Regions from separate parts of the Triticum aestivum genome. Here region 1 is linked to region 2. A link is a contact called in public Hi-C data. All regions are on one chromosome and are shown on one strand. Each heading gives the region's core, a stretch centred on a gene start, on an enhancer-like site or on the middle of the called end of the contact. The rest is flanking DNA. Distances are from core to core; before and after follow the strand shown.

Region 1 (5,655 bases), core at 544-3,043, 420 kb before region 2:
GTGAAACCTGTGTAGCCGTTTGCAGTTTGGTATGTTGTGTTGCATTGTGGTTTGGCGTCCCTCAGTCCTTTTAAGTCGTCAAAGTTTCATGCTGCCAAAGATACTCCCATCAGTCCTCTGCCAGAGCATGTTGATCACTTTGTTATCTTGAATGCAAAACAGGTAATCCCTTGGCACTTACCCCTCGAGTCCTCTCAAGTTATGAAGTTCTCACAATCCAAACTCCATTGCGCCTCAAACTGGAACCATGAGCTTTAGGAACTGTTGGGTCCACACAGCCTGTTTTGGTGACAATCATGTTGATATGTCGACCCCGTCGTCTTTGCTGAAGTGGACCTAGTAGATGACACGGAGGTGCCAAAGAGTTGATGATTGGCTCTAATTAGCTTTGTATACATGGACTAAAGGCAATGATTTTCAACTCATACCGTATACAGATTGACTCTTCAACTGAGCCAGCTCATACCAGGGTTTCGTAGATCAGGTCTCCTTTGGTTTAGATGAATTCCATTGGAATCCAGATCGGTCTTGTTTGATTCTTATAGGAATTTTCCCCTTTAGAGCTCTTTGGTTCATAGAAATGGATTCCTATTCCTACATAATAGGATTGGTTTCTATCCTCCATGTTTTAAAGGAAAATAAATATTAAGCTAGAATCAATGCAAAATTTCCTACCAAATGTCAGATGATACACGGAAATGGTACTATAGACCGGCAGGGTGCTCATGGTTAACACCTTAACTACATACACCAGAGATACCTCGCACTGGTTGGAAAATCTGCTCCGGCTTGTCTCCTTTCCCGCTCTTCCCCTCGATCGGGCTAGCTGTTTGATCAAAAGATGAGAGCGCAACCAACTCAACAAGAAAAACCGACCTTCTTGTCCCATAGCATCTGCTAGCTAGCATGTTGCCTTCACTCCAGCTAGTGACCACTGTAGTGGCTGACGGACGACAACACGCATCCACCACAGTATTTGTGTGTCTTCCAATCCAAGCCTCGCGTTGCAGACGGCTTGTCTCCCTCGATCGTCTTCCTAGCTAATCCCCAGCTGCCGCAACCCAAAGCTACCTATCTACGTATCTAGTACTCCCTCAGTAAACTAATATAAGAGCGTTTAGATAACTAAAATAGTGATCTAAGCGCTCTTATATTAGTTTACAGAGGGAGTATAGCTTAGCCATTCAAAAGGTACGCCAAACGGCCAAAGTGCAAAGAAAGACATATACAAGGAGACATGCATGCGCCGGCTCACCCGGATCACTTCCCCCGCACTGCACTGAGCTGCACAGTCCGATCCCTGTCGAGAGACAGCGAGAGGAAGAGTTACTTGCACTCGACCCCAGCCAGCCAGCCTGCCAGCCAAGACGGCACGGCAGCTCACCTAACACAGGCCAACTACAGGTGCAGGGCAGATAGTAGCAATACAATACGATCGACATGGTTTCTGGCTGAAGCGATCGTTGGTTGGTTCGGCGCACGTACATACGCTCCTCGCGCGATCACCCGGCCACATGCATGCAAACCACTGAAATGATGCTTCCGTCCTTCGATTTGATTTACCTCCGCCTTTTTTGTTTTGTTTCCTACCCGGGCCCCTAGCATTGCGCGACGCAGCCGTTTCACCTCCATTTGCCTTTTATACTGTACGTACAGCAGGATCGATCGATCGCATTACGAGTTCCGCGGCCATGTTGTATGTTGCGTAGACGATAAGCATGGGAGGGCGAAAAGCGACAAGGACTCGCCGCCGGTTGGTGATATCATATAAGTGGCGGGGAGCCGCCCCGGCCGTGAAGACAAGATATAGGAAGAAGAGAGAATACTACTACGCCAACTAGTAGCAACTCAAGAGTCGATTGATTACGTTACGTGACGTGCGTCGATCGATCCATAGGAAGGAAGGGAGGAAGGAAGGGAGGAAGGATAGTAAGATGCAGGGGGAGGTGGAGCAACAGCAGCAGGCGCCGATGCAGATGGTGCTGCGGGTGAAGCACCCGTCGTCACTGTCCAGCGGCAGCGAGGAGGCGTCAGAGGGGGAGGGGTCGTCCAGGTCGGCGCTCTCCGTGTTCAAGGCCAAGGAGGAGCAGATCGAGAGGAAGAAGATGGAGGTCAGGGACAAGGTGTTCGCGCAGCTTGGCCGCGTCGAGGAGGAGTCCAAGCGCCTAGCATTCATACGACAGGTAGGTACCTAGGAGTAGTAATACTTTTCAGTTGAGTCATTAATATTGGAGACCCAAAATGACGTACTCTTGAACGATCAGTTTGTTTCAGCTGAGCCACTGAAGTTTGTAACAACAAAAATGATACTGAGATTGAGCCTAAACCATCATAGCTTTGTGTTTGTGTTTTGTAGGAGCTGGAGGGGATGGCCGATCCTACCAGGAAGGAGGTGGAATCAATACAGCGGCGGATCGACACCGTCAACCGCCAGCTCAAGCCTCTCAGCAAGAGCTGCGTCAAGAAGGTGACAAAGACTTCCTGGACGTGATAGAAATTCTACTTACTTTCACTGCATGCATTCGTACGTAAATTGGCATGTGGACTTAATTGTTCTTGAATTGAGAAAACTTACAAAACAGGAGAAAGAATACAAGGAGATTCTCGAGGCGTACAACGAGAAGAGCAAGGAGAAGGCCATACTTGTCAACAGGCTAATAGAGGTGCATCACCTCGTCTTCTTCTTGTCTTACTTATAAATATATCTGTCAGGTTAGTAGCATTGATCACTTTACTCGGCTCTTCATCTGCAGCTGGTGAGCGAAAGCGAGAGGATGAGGATGAAGAAGCTTGAAGAGCTCAACAAGACAGTCGATTCACTCTATTAGTTAGACGTAATAATAATGTTAATTACCACCCCCGAGAGCTTAATTTCGCTGTGCAATCTCTGTCCGTCCCATGGATTTGAATGTATGTGATCTGTACGTGTCAGCTTGTAACTCACACCATGTCGTGAGCGATTCTTCTTTAATTTTCGCCTTTCTTCTTGCTTGCTTCCTTGTGATTGACGGGTTTGTTGAGTCCATCTTGTTGCAGTGTCGTTGTCGACGTATTTAAACGAAAGGGACCAAGGAACAAGACTGACAAAAAAAAGGGTGAACATCGCTGGAATTGGTGTCGTGTGTGTTCATTCATTCTTGGCCAATGTTGATCGTTCATCCATTGTTGTCGTTGTTAGCTGCAGCTAATATGCTAGAGAGGCCGACGGGAGGTGCCCATTGATTCTTCCGTTAATACTTAAGTAGCCGACCTAGTACTGTCCCAAAAAGGGTGCTCTTGCAGTTTCCGATTTGAAAGGTCAGCAGCTCAGCACTGTCGATCTTGCAACACCATCAGCACCGATCCTGCTGGTCAGCAACCACCTCACTGACACCCATAACGAACTGGTGGGTGGCTAGAGCCAGCGGGTACTAACCAGGAGGTTAAAACGTCACGTTTAGCTGCAAAACTTGGTCGGATCGACCTAGGTAACATTTAATTAAGCTCCAGGAAAGGAAATGATGAGCGCTTGCTTCTTGGTACTCCCTCCGTTCCAAAATAGATGACCCAACTTTATACTAAAGTTAATACAAAGTTGAGTCATCTATTTTAGAACGGAGGGAGTAGATGACTGACTCATGATGCAGGTGGCTAGCTGGTCCCTGAGTGCTGAGTGAGTGAGTGAGTGAGATGGAGGGGTAGCCATGACTCATGATGCTGATACATATAGATAGGCCATCGACGAGACAGGCCACATGAACCCCAGGTGATTAGCGCACGCAAATTAAAGGCCCAAGACACGAAGCTAGCTATCTTTTGGCTCCATGCCGGAGCAAGGACTGATGAGTATGGACCAGCTGGTATGGTGTGGTGACATTACATCACCGAATAGGCGAATAATGTCAGTACTTGTGGCTCCAGCCATCACGCCATCAAGCTGTTCAATTATGGTACGTGCATGCTTAGGTGAGTACGTACTTACTGGTACGTCCACCGGATCGTCAGTCCTTGTCATGTCACACATCTCTTCACTCCACTCTCTGCAAGATGGTGCTGGTTACAATGCAAAGTCGTAGATGTGATTGCTGCCTATTGCACTTGAAACAGTACGCCGAGAAGTAGATGAGGGCAGTAATGGCGATCTGGCGCTGGCATCAGTTTAATGAGCCAGTTACTAGTTGGCGCGCCGTACTGGACCCGAAACAAAACTGTAGCAAAAGGCATTGGCTGGAGTCGGGGTCCGTTTATGCATGTCCCCATTTCGATGAGGAGGAGGTGGATTAAAGCTCGAAAGTGATAGGCGAGACTGACCTGCAATCGTATTAGCACACGTACGTACACGGCCGCGTACAATAAGTCAATATAATGTTGTCAGGCTGTCAGCTGTTCTAGTGCTCCTAATTTTAGGTGACACCACGAAAAGTACGTGGATTGTTCAGCCATCACAGGCAATATAGGTACTATGACTTCTTAATTAGGGAAAAGGCCCTGTATTTGTATTTATGTTAAAAGGACTTCCGATGATACAAGACATCTCAAAAACTAGATGATGACACGCCCATGTTGCAGCGGATATTTGTAGAAGGCACATAAAACAAACGATTGTGTGACATGCACTCAACCCTTCATCAATATTCTTTAGCCTAGATGATGGGGTATCATGCTATTTGTTATTTTCAGGTAGACCAGACAAGTGTGACGCACCTAAATACAAACGAGGTTGCTACATCTTAGTCGACCGAGACTTAACAATAAAATCTCAGTCGATTCTATATTCGTCAGATCTTACATCGAGATCCGTATAAAAAAATATTTCTTCTTTTTTATATGTTTCATCACTTGAATAAGACCTCGTTAAGTCTCCTTCGACTGAGATTTGGTCACACCCAAATACAAACTATCTAAATTTATTTTAATATAATATATATGGAGCTTCCATCTAGAGCAACAGTGCATCTGGAAAAAGAACAATGGTACAAAAATAGAACAACAAAAAGGATACAAGAGAATATGTTGTCCATGTACTACTTGTCCTCGGGGTGGATCCGTCACTAAACCTAGCATGGGTGGCCCAGCCCGGCGTTCCGGCCGGGCTCGAGCCTCGCTTTCCCACCCACAGCCCATCCCGAAGCCTAGAAAAGCTAGAGATCACGTGATTTTTGGGATATTAAAGGCAAAATTTATATAATATAACATCATCTAATCCCAAAATTATTATTATTATTATTATTATTATTATTAAATACAGAAAATCAGACACCGGGCCTCGGGCCTCGGGCCGGGTTGGGCCCAGACTTGGGATTTAGAGGGCTTTGTAAACCCAGCCCGACCCGTTCAATGCCCAAGTTTACCTGTCACCACTCGTTTATGTGGCCGTGAGGTGGATCCATTCCGTTTTCAGTAGAAAGACACGGTCACAATCCTTCTCGCGTGGTTTTTTTTTCTGGAAGACACCTCCTTCTCTCATGTTGAACTCTAGTTGCTACACGGGCTTCGAGTAGGTTGGAACCTTTCATTAGGATCCACTGGGGTGATACTACTGTTTAGCTGCCCTTGAAGCCTATTCATGATGTTCCTAGCTTCCTCGTCTCATGCTGGTATCCTGGCTCACAACTCTTCTATCTCCAAGGTCACAGTTTCTAGGAGGAATTCGGCCGAGCGGTGCGATGTGTATCT
Region 2 (6,436 bases), core at 745-3,244:
GCCTGTGTTAATGCTGAACTTGAACAATACAAGCATATCAAGCCATGAAAAGTGTATATTGTCAATGCTCACCTTGAAGTTTGGATACCATCTTGGCCTTCCGCGAATCTTGGGTGGAGTCTGGCCAGATGGTCTCCTTATCATCTCTCCTATAAGCTCCCCAACAGCAAAAAGCACCTGCTTGAAGTACCTAGAGATGGTCTCTATTGATCTCCTGAACGTGTTGTGAATGACCCTGAACCTCTGGTTATGGCCAACAACATGGAGGAACATGGCCACTTGCTCTTCGACACCGGTGTTGATGCTATCTTGTAACAGGCCCCTGTTCCTGAAGGTCTCGACAAGCCTGGCAAATGGTGCTCTTTTCATTCTAAGCATCCACAGAGCCTCGACGTCATTGCAGTTGTAGATGTAGTTCAGATTTTGGATCCTCTCCTGTTCCCGGGGAAACAATGGACCATAGCGGATCAACAGTCTCCCAGCACGACGAACAGCTCTCTGGTGCATGAACATGACCCATGCCTGAATCACACTAATCAGTGCTGCTGCCTGGATTATCAGCCTCATCCGTGCGCCCATAACCTAGTCGACATCGACGGTTCGTTCAGTGGGAAATCGATCCTACACCTAGCTTAAAGGCCTAACCATTGAGCTAACAAAGGGGGGAGGGGTGCTGCTTACCGGCATCGGAGACGAGGACGGCATAGGGGGAGCCATGGCACAGACTAGGTCGACCAGACGGTGGCCAACAGCAAGGGGAGCACCAGATCTGCCGCAAACGCCGCCGCCTCTTCCATCGCCGCCGCCTCCTATAGCGCAGATCTGAAATCGCAGCCGCCGCCGATGATGAGGCAGTAGCGAAGAAAGGGGGCAGCGGCTATGGGTGAGCGAGTGAAAGGGGGTGAGACTAATTTGGCGCCGGGACGGCGCGCCAGATTTCCATCTCCCGCCATCCCCCCTCGCCTGCGCCTCGCTCCCGCCCGTGCGACCTCGCGCCGCACTCAGCCTGGCTCGCGAGAAACTGCCGATCCCAGGGTTTTCAGCGAGCCAGGCTCTGGACTGCTTTGAGAAGCGTGCGATGCAGGCCCAACAGGAAAACCAGGCAACCAAACAGGTCTCTCCCTTCCCGCGCGGGCCTGGTTGGGCTCGGTGCGGGCAACCAAACACGCCCTTGGTGTTGCTCGGCCGAGCGAAGCCCATGCAGGAGCTAGCAGTACACTGTGGGCACGTGACGGTTCCGTCCAGGCACGATGCGGTGGCGCTAACATTCAACCCTTTTGGCATCGAGGTCGCTCGCGTTGGAGCGAGTAGGTGGAAAGATGAGATGTGTTGGGAAGTGAGAGACCATGATGCACCTGGGCTCTTCTTCGAGTTATAAACGGGATGTGCCATCGGATACGAATAGGAAGCGAGGGGTTGCTTCGATGACCAGGGCTGCAACACATCAAGTACAAAATGAATGAATCGTAAGGAAACGATGTATCGGTTCAGTGTCCAGGATGGTAACGTACAATGAATAACTGAAGCCTATGGAAACGACGGGTCACTCTGGTGCACAGGATCATTGTGTATTAAGGAAAACTTTAAGTCCCATGATTTGTTAATGAAATTGTGTACGCGCCAGCTGTAAAAATAGAGATGATGTGGCTGCAAATGAATTCAGTTTTTGCTTAGGTGACATGGTTGGTGACGTGGACAGCTTGCATGTTGAGATAAATAAAGTAGTGGGGATGAACTTGTTAGGTATATAGGATAGGCACCGGTACTTCAAAAAATCGGTTATTTTTTTAAGCAACTTCCTAAGCACCTAGCATTGTACAAGACATAACTGTCGCTAAGGACGTCAAATAGGATTTGGGTAGTGGGACCTTAGCCAGAAAGAGTGTGCAGGCCACCGTACGTAAATTCAGGTGCTCGGCCCTAGGCCGTCAAAATTAGAGGCCTTGCAAACCCAGTCTAACTTGTGAGTGCTCCCCCCCCCCCCACCAAGGCGCTGGTGTCCTAATCTCACTCTTCCCGCAGCCCACCAACCGGCGGCAAAGCGCGCCTTGACCACACAGTCCGGGTCACGCTCCGGCGGAATTTCCAATTGGACGCACTCTGCGTCAAACTATCCAGGTTTCGCACAGGGAACATCCAGTGATCGTTCGACTGGGCTGGCCCGTTTAAGCTTTCATCGTCCACGTTTTTGGGAACCTTCTATGTTTCCAGTCGGTTTTTCTGGTTTTGCGAAACTTCTAGAAGGTTCCTGAACCGGGTTTTTTTCTTGTTCTGTTTTTTTCCTTTTCCTGTTTTTTTCTTTTTTTCCTTGTTCTGTTTCCCTTTCTTTGTTTTTTCCTGTTTTCTTTTCTCTTTTTTTGTTTCTCTATTTCCTTTTTTCTTTTGTCCTGCTTTTTTCATAAAAATCTTTAAAATTTGTTCGCATTCCCAAAAATTGTTCGGCAGTTTCAAAAAGTATTCTCAAAATTATAAAAATGTTCGCTTTTAGCAACAAATGTTCAAAAAGTGCAAAATTAAAAAATGTTCAAAATGTTTGAATTTTTTTTGCCTTTCCAAGAAATGTCAGGATATTTTAAAATAAAGTCTGCATTTTTGTAAAAATGTTTGTGTTTTACAAAATTGGTTCAAAGATTTCAACAAATGTTCTGGGTTTCAAATATTTATTCACGTATTCAAAAATGTTTGTGCTTCCAAATTTGTTCAGGATTTTCGAAAATGTTCTCTGTTTCAAAATTTGTTCTCAAATTTAGAAAAATGTTCGTGCTTTAGAAAATTGTTCACAAATTCCGAAAATGTTTAAAATCCAAAATTTGTTCGTGATATCATAAAATTGTTTGCTTTTGTGAAAACAAAAGCGTACGTTAAAAATTTGGAAAATTGTAAAGGGTATTTTTAAAAACAGTGTCAAGTCTTAATTTGTTCTCACATTTAGAAAAATGTTCGTGCTTTCAGAAATTTGTACTAGTTCTCAAATTTTGTTCACAAATTCTAAAAGTTTTCAAAAAGATTCATAATTTGCTTGTGTCTCCAAACAATGTACGGATTTTTAAGTTCAAAAAATTGTTCGTGTTTTGTAACAAATGTTCAAAGTTTTCAAAAAATGTCCAGTTTTCAAAAGTCTTTCACGTATTGAAAAAATGTTCAGAATTTCGAATTCTGTCGGGAATTTCAAAATTGTTCTCAATTTCAAAATTCTCTTATTTTTTTTAAATTGTTGGTGCTCTCAAAAATTGTTTTCGTCAAAAAATTGTTTCTGTTTCCAGATTTTGTTCAAAATTAATAAAATGTTCATGTTTCTGGAAAAAGTGCAGGAACTTCAAGATAATTTCACGATTTCGGAAAATTTCAAAATTTGTTCGTGAGTTAACTTTGATGCTTCGATAGTTCTTCTAGTTTAGCGATGCTTATTCGGCGCAGGAGTATTCTGGTTGTAGTGGCTTTGATCGAGGACACTCTAGCGCGCCATCACAGGTTCGAACCCGATGTTACGTGAACCATTTTTGCGATTTTGATTACTTTTTCTGTATGTGCGCGTCTGCCTAGCTATCTTTGTTCCTTGGTTGCGAGTTCGACCCGTCGTAAAGAGGCGAGGCGAGGACATGCCACCACCCATTTTTTGGCTGATCTTGTCTACCGTCTACGGGATGATCCCCTGTAATTAATTTTGTAGGTGATTTCGTCGTTCAGCTAATATGAGTGAAATATCGGAGTGCTCCCCAAAAAGATGCGATAATGGAATGGCCTCAGATGTTGTTTCCTTGATGCTAGGTTTTACCAGTTCGGAAGTAGCACAACAATTGTATGGTAATAGGATTGTACCATCGGATTGGTTATTGCATGACTAGCTTCGCAACTCGATCCATTCAATTCTGAAAAGCAAGTTTTGTAACTACTGAGCATATGTAAAAAAGTAAGGCACAACTCTGGAGTAAATAAATGTTTACGATTTCTTAACTAGCAAACAGTGCAGTTGAGACACGCGATTCTGTGGAATCAAGCATCACTGTCAACTACACGTAAAATGCAGTTAAATCAAGTGAACTGCGCCCAGGAAAATGCAGTCGAATCAACCGCATTGCTCTCAACTGTACCAAAAAACGCAGTTCAATCAAGTCAGCTGCATGGGAAATGCAGTTGAACTTGAATCCAGTCAATTGTACGAAAAATGCAGTTGAATCAGCTACCTCACCGCATGAAAATGCAGATAAATCAATTGCATCGCTGCCAATGGTTCTGCACAAAAGAATTCAGTTGAATTTACTGCACCGTTTACTTCATCCTTATGGGGTTAAACCAGCACAACTTAGCAAACTGCGAAAAGTGATACGATTGCACAATAAATAGAATTTGAGCTAAATGCTTAATGATTCAATAAAGTAGGTAAAACTTGGTGAAAACAACATACAGACTACTATACCAAATCATTGGTTCGGTTAATCTGAGGAATGTCAAGGTAATGCATGCGCTAAAAGTTCTTAACAATAACAACGCCTTCATTTGCCACCATGTTATATGCTGCATGGTTACACCTAATAAAAACCATTTCATAGCTGAGAAGGAAGATCAGGATGCTCTCTCGTCACAGTATAGTAGGGTGTATCAAAATGCCATCTCAGTTATTGTATAACTGCATTTTCTAAGGATGCGCTGCTGATGTTTGAAACTGAGGTTTGTAGCTTGACCTTAGATCTACAACAGATTGGACTTCTCCATTTAGTAAATAAACTTATGTAGGAGATGTCAATGTACAACAGACCGGCCTAGAAGTTGGTAGAAAAAAAAAGGGTAGGAAGCCAAACAGGAGTCTGAGAAAAAAAAAAGATACACCCCCAATAGTTCACTATTCAAAATCATAGTATCGCTTCCCAACATCTCCCTCAAGACATGGGAAACACAAGTATGTAAACTGTGGATTTGGTGTTATGTAAACTGTGGATTTGGTGTTATGTAAACTTTGGATTTGGTGTTCCTTTTTTTTTTTTTGCGGGATAAAGGGAGTTTTTATTGCAAGGTAATAGTGTTACAATCAAGAGGCCACAACTCCTCAATACAAGGTGGAGCCGACTGTAACCACACAGCTGTGGTTCTCTCTACTCGGCTATAAGTGGCCAACCGATCTGCGACACAATTTTGACTACGGTGAATTTTCTGTGGTAAAAACTCCCTCTTACTCATCAACTCCTTAATCTCAAGCACCAACTGCCCATAAGCTGACTTCAGCAGACCATTGTTAGACAAGATCGATAGTGCTTCTGCGGAATCTGACTGAACGACCACCGGAAGTGACGTATTCTGTATAGCCCAGTCATCTCGGGTGTTACTCTGTAGGGTTATGTGGGCTTGCGTATCAAATGTGGGTTAGATGGATTCTGGATGGGGGGATTGGCTAACATCTCTTGTGCTGTGCACCTTGATGCCTTCATCAGATTATGGGGCAAAGTACAATATGTTCAACTCACCTCTGAACCTGACAAAACATCTTGGAACACCACGGCAAATGGACAGTATTCCGCATGTTCAGCCTACAATCTGCAATTCCTTTGGTGCATCCCGATTCTGATCCTCGAAAAAGTCTGGACTATCAAAGCTGAAATGAAAGTGAAATTCTTCATCTGGACCTTGCTGCAAAATAGGCTTTGGACTGCGGACAGGTTACAGATCAGAGGATGGGATCATCATGCCAATTGTTGTACCTGCAATTAAACTATGGAATCAGCTTCTCACCTGTTCCTTCGATGCCCTTTTGCAAAGGAAATATGGCAGCAAGCTGGTTCTCCATTCCCAGGTGCGGCCCTTGCGGCTATCTCTGCTGCCTCGGTCTCGGATTGGTGGTCCAAACGGCAACTGCTTCATAAAAAGAAAAACGAGATTGATGAGTGCACTGCTGCTGCTTACATTGCTTGGGGAATTTGGAAAGAACGAAATGCAAGAATTTTCAACAGCATGCAAGCAACACCTCAGAGAGTTCTCCTGCTTATCAGAGATGACATCAGCCTCCTCGAGGAGGCTTGGGAGTGATCGGTTTCTTTCTTTAGTCCCTAAGCTAGTGCTCTGGGCTTTCTTTTTTCATTCCTTCCTCCTTTCTCCTCTGTTTCTGGCTAGTTCTTAAAATGCAGAGCTCCTGCAGTTCCGGTCAAAATTCCTTAGATAGTGTTTCTTCTCCTAGAAATGAGATCCCAACGAACTGTAAGCACATACTGCTGCAACCTCAAGAACGCCCTTTTGCTTCAGAAATCATACTGCAAGTGCATACTGCTGCCACCTTCAGATGCCCTTTTGCTTCAGAAACCATCATGTCCATCCAAGTATAATTGGGCTTGTTGATTTTCCACTGAATAAACTGGTGTTTCATGAAGTCAATATTTCTCTATTCTAAAACCGTCGTTATCTTAGGTGACTGAGCCGGACTAAGCATACTATCAATGTGACTAATCAT

Evidence for each region. Hi-C and Micro-C count contacts between places; a contact is called where the count stands out from the background.
Region 1: a Hi-C map of leaf shows a contact between it and region 2, with 5 times the contacts expected there. The contact joins the promoter of LOC123045382 here to the enhancer-like site in region 2. A contact is called at or near these places in 3 of 5 Hi-C or Micro-C datasets (leaf and root).

The regions. Positions count from the first base shown.
Region 1 is chr2B:450,809,820-450,815,474 of IWGSC CS RefSeq v2.1, reverse strand. LOC123045382 reads left to right here and starts at 1,793. Exons shown (of 4, transcript XM_044468412.1): 1 at 1,793-2,183; 2 at 2,357-2,467; 3 at 2,583-2,663; 4 at 2,754-2,989. The coding sequence starts at 1,935. The coding sequence ends at 2,828.
Region 2 is chr2B:450,385,854-450,392,289 of IWGSC CS RefSeq v2.1, reverse strand. No RefSeq gene overlaps it. Among protein-coding and RNA genes, the nearest start is that of LOC123045380, 10 kb to the right of the region's middle. Within about 2 kb of position 1,994, at least 3 of the 8 cell types and tissues checked have an H3K27ac peak or open chromatin away from gene starts, as enhancers often do. A contact at or near this core is called in leaf and root, where this site is marked.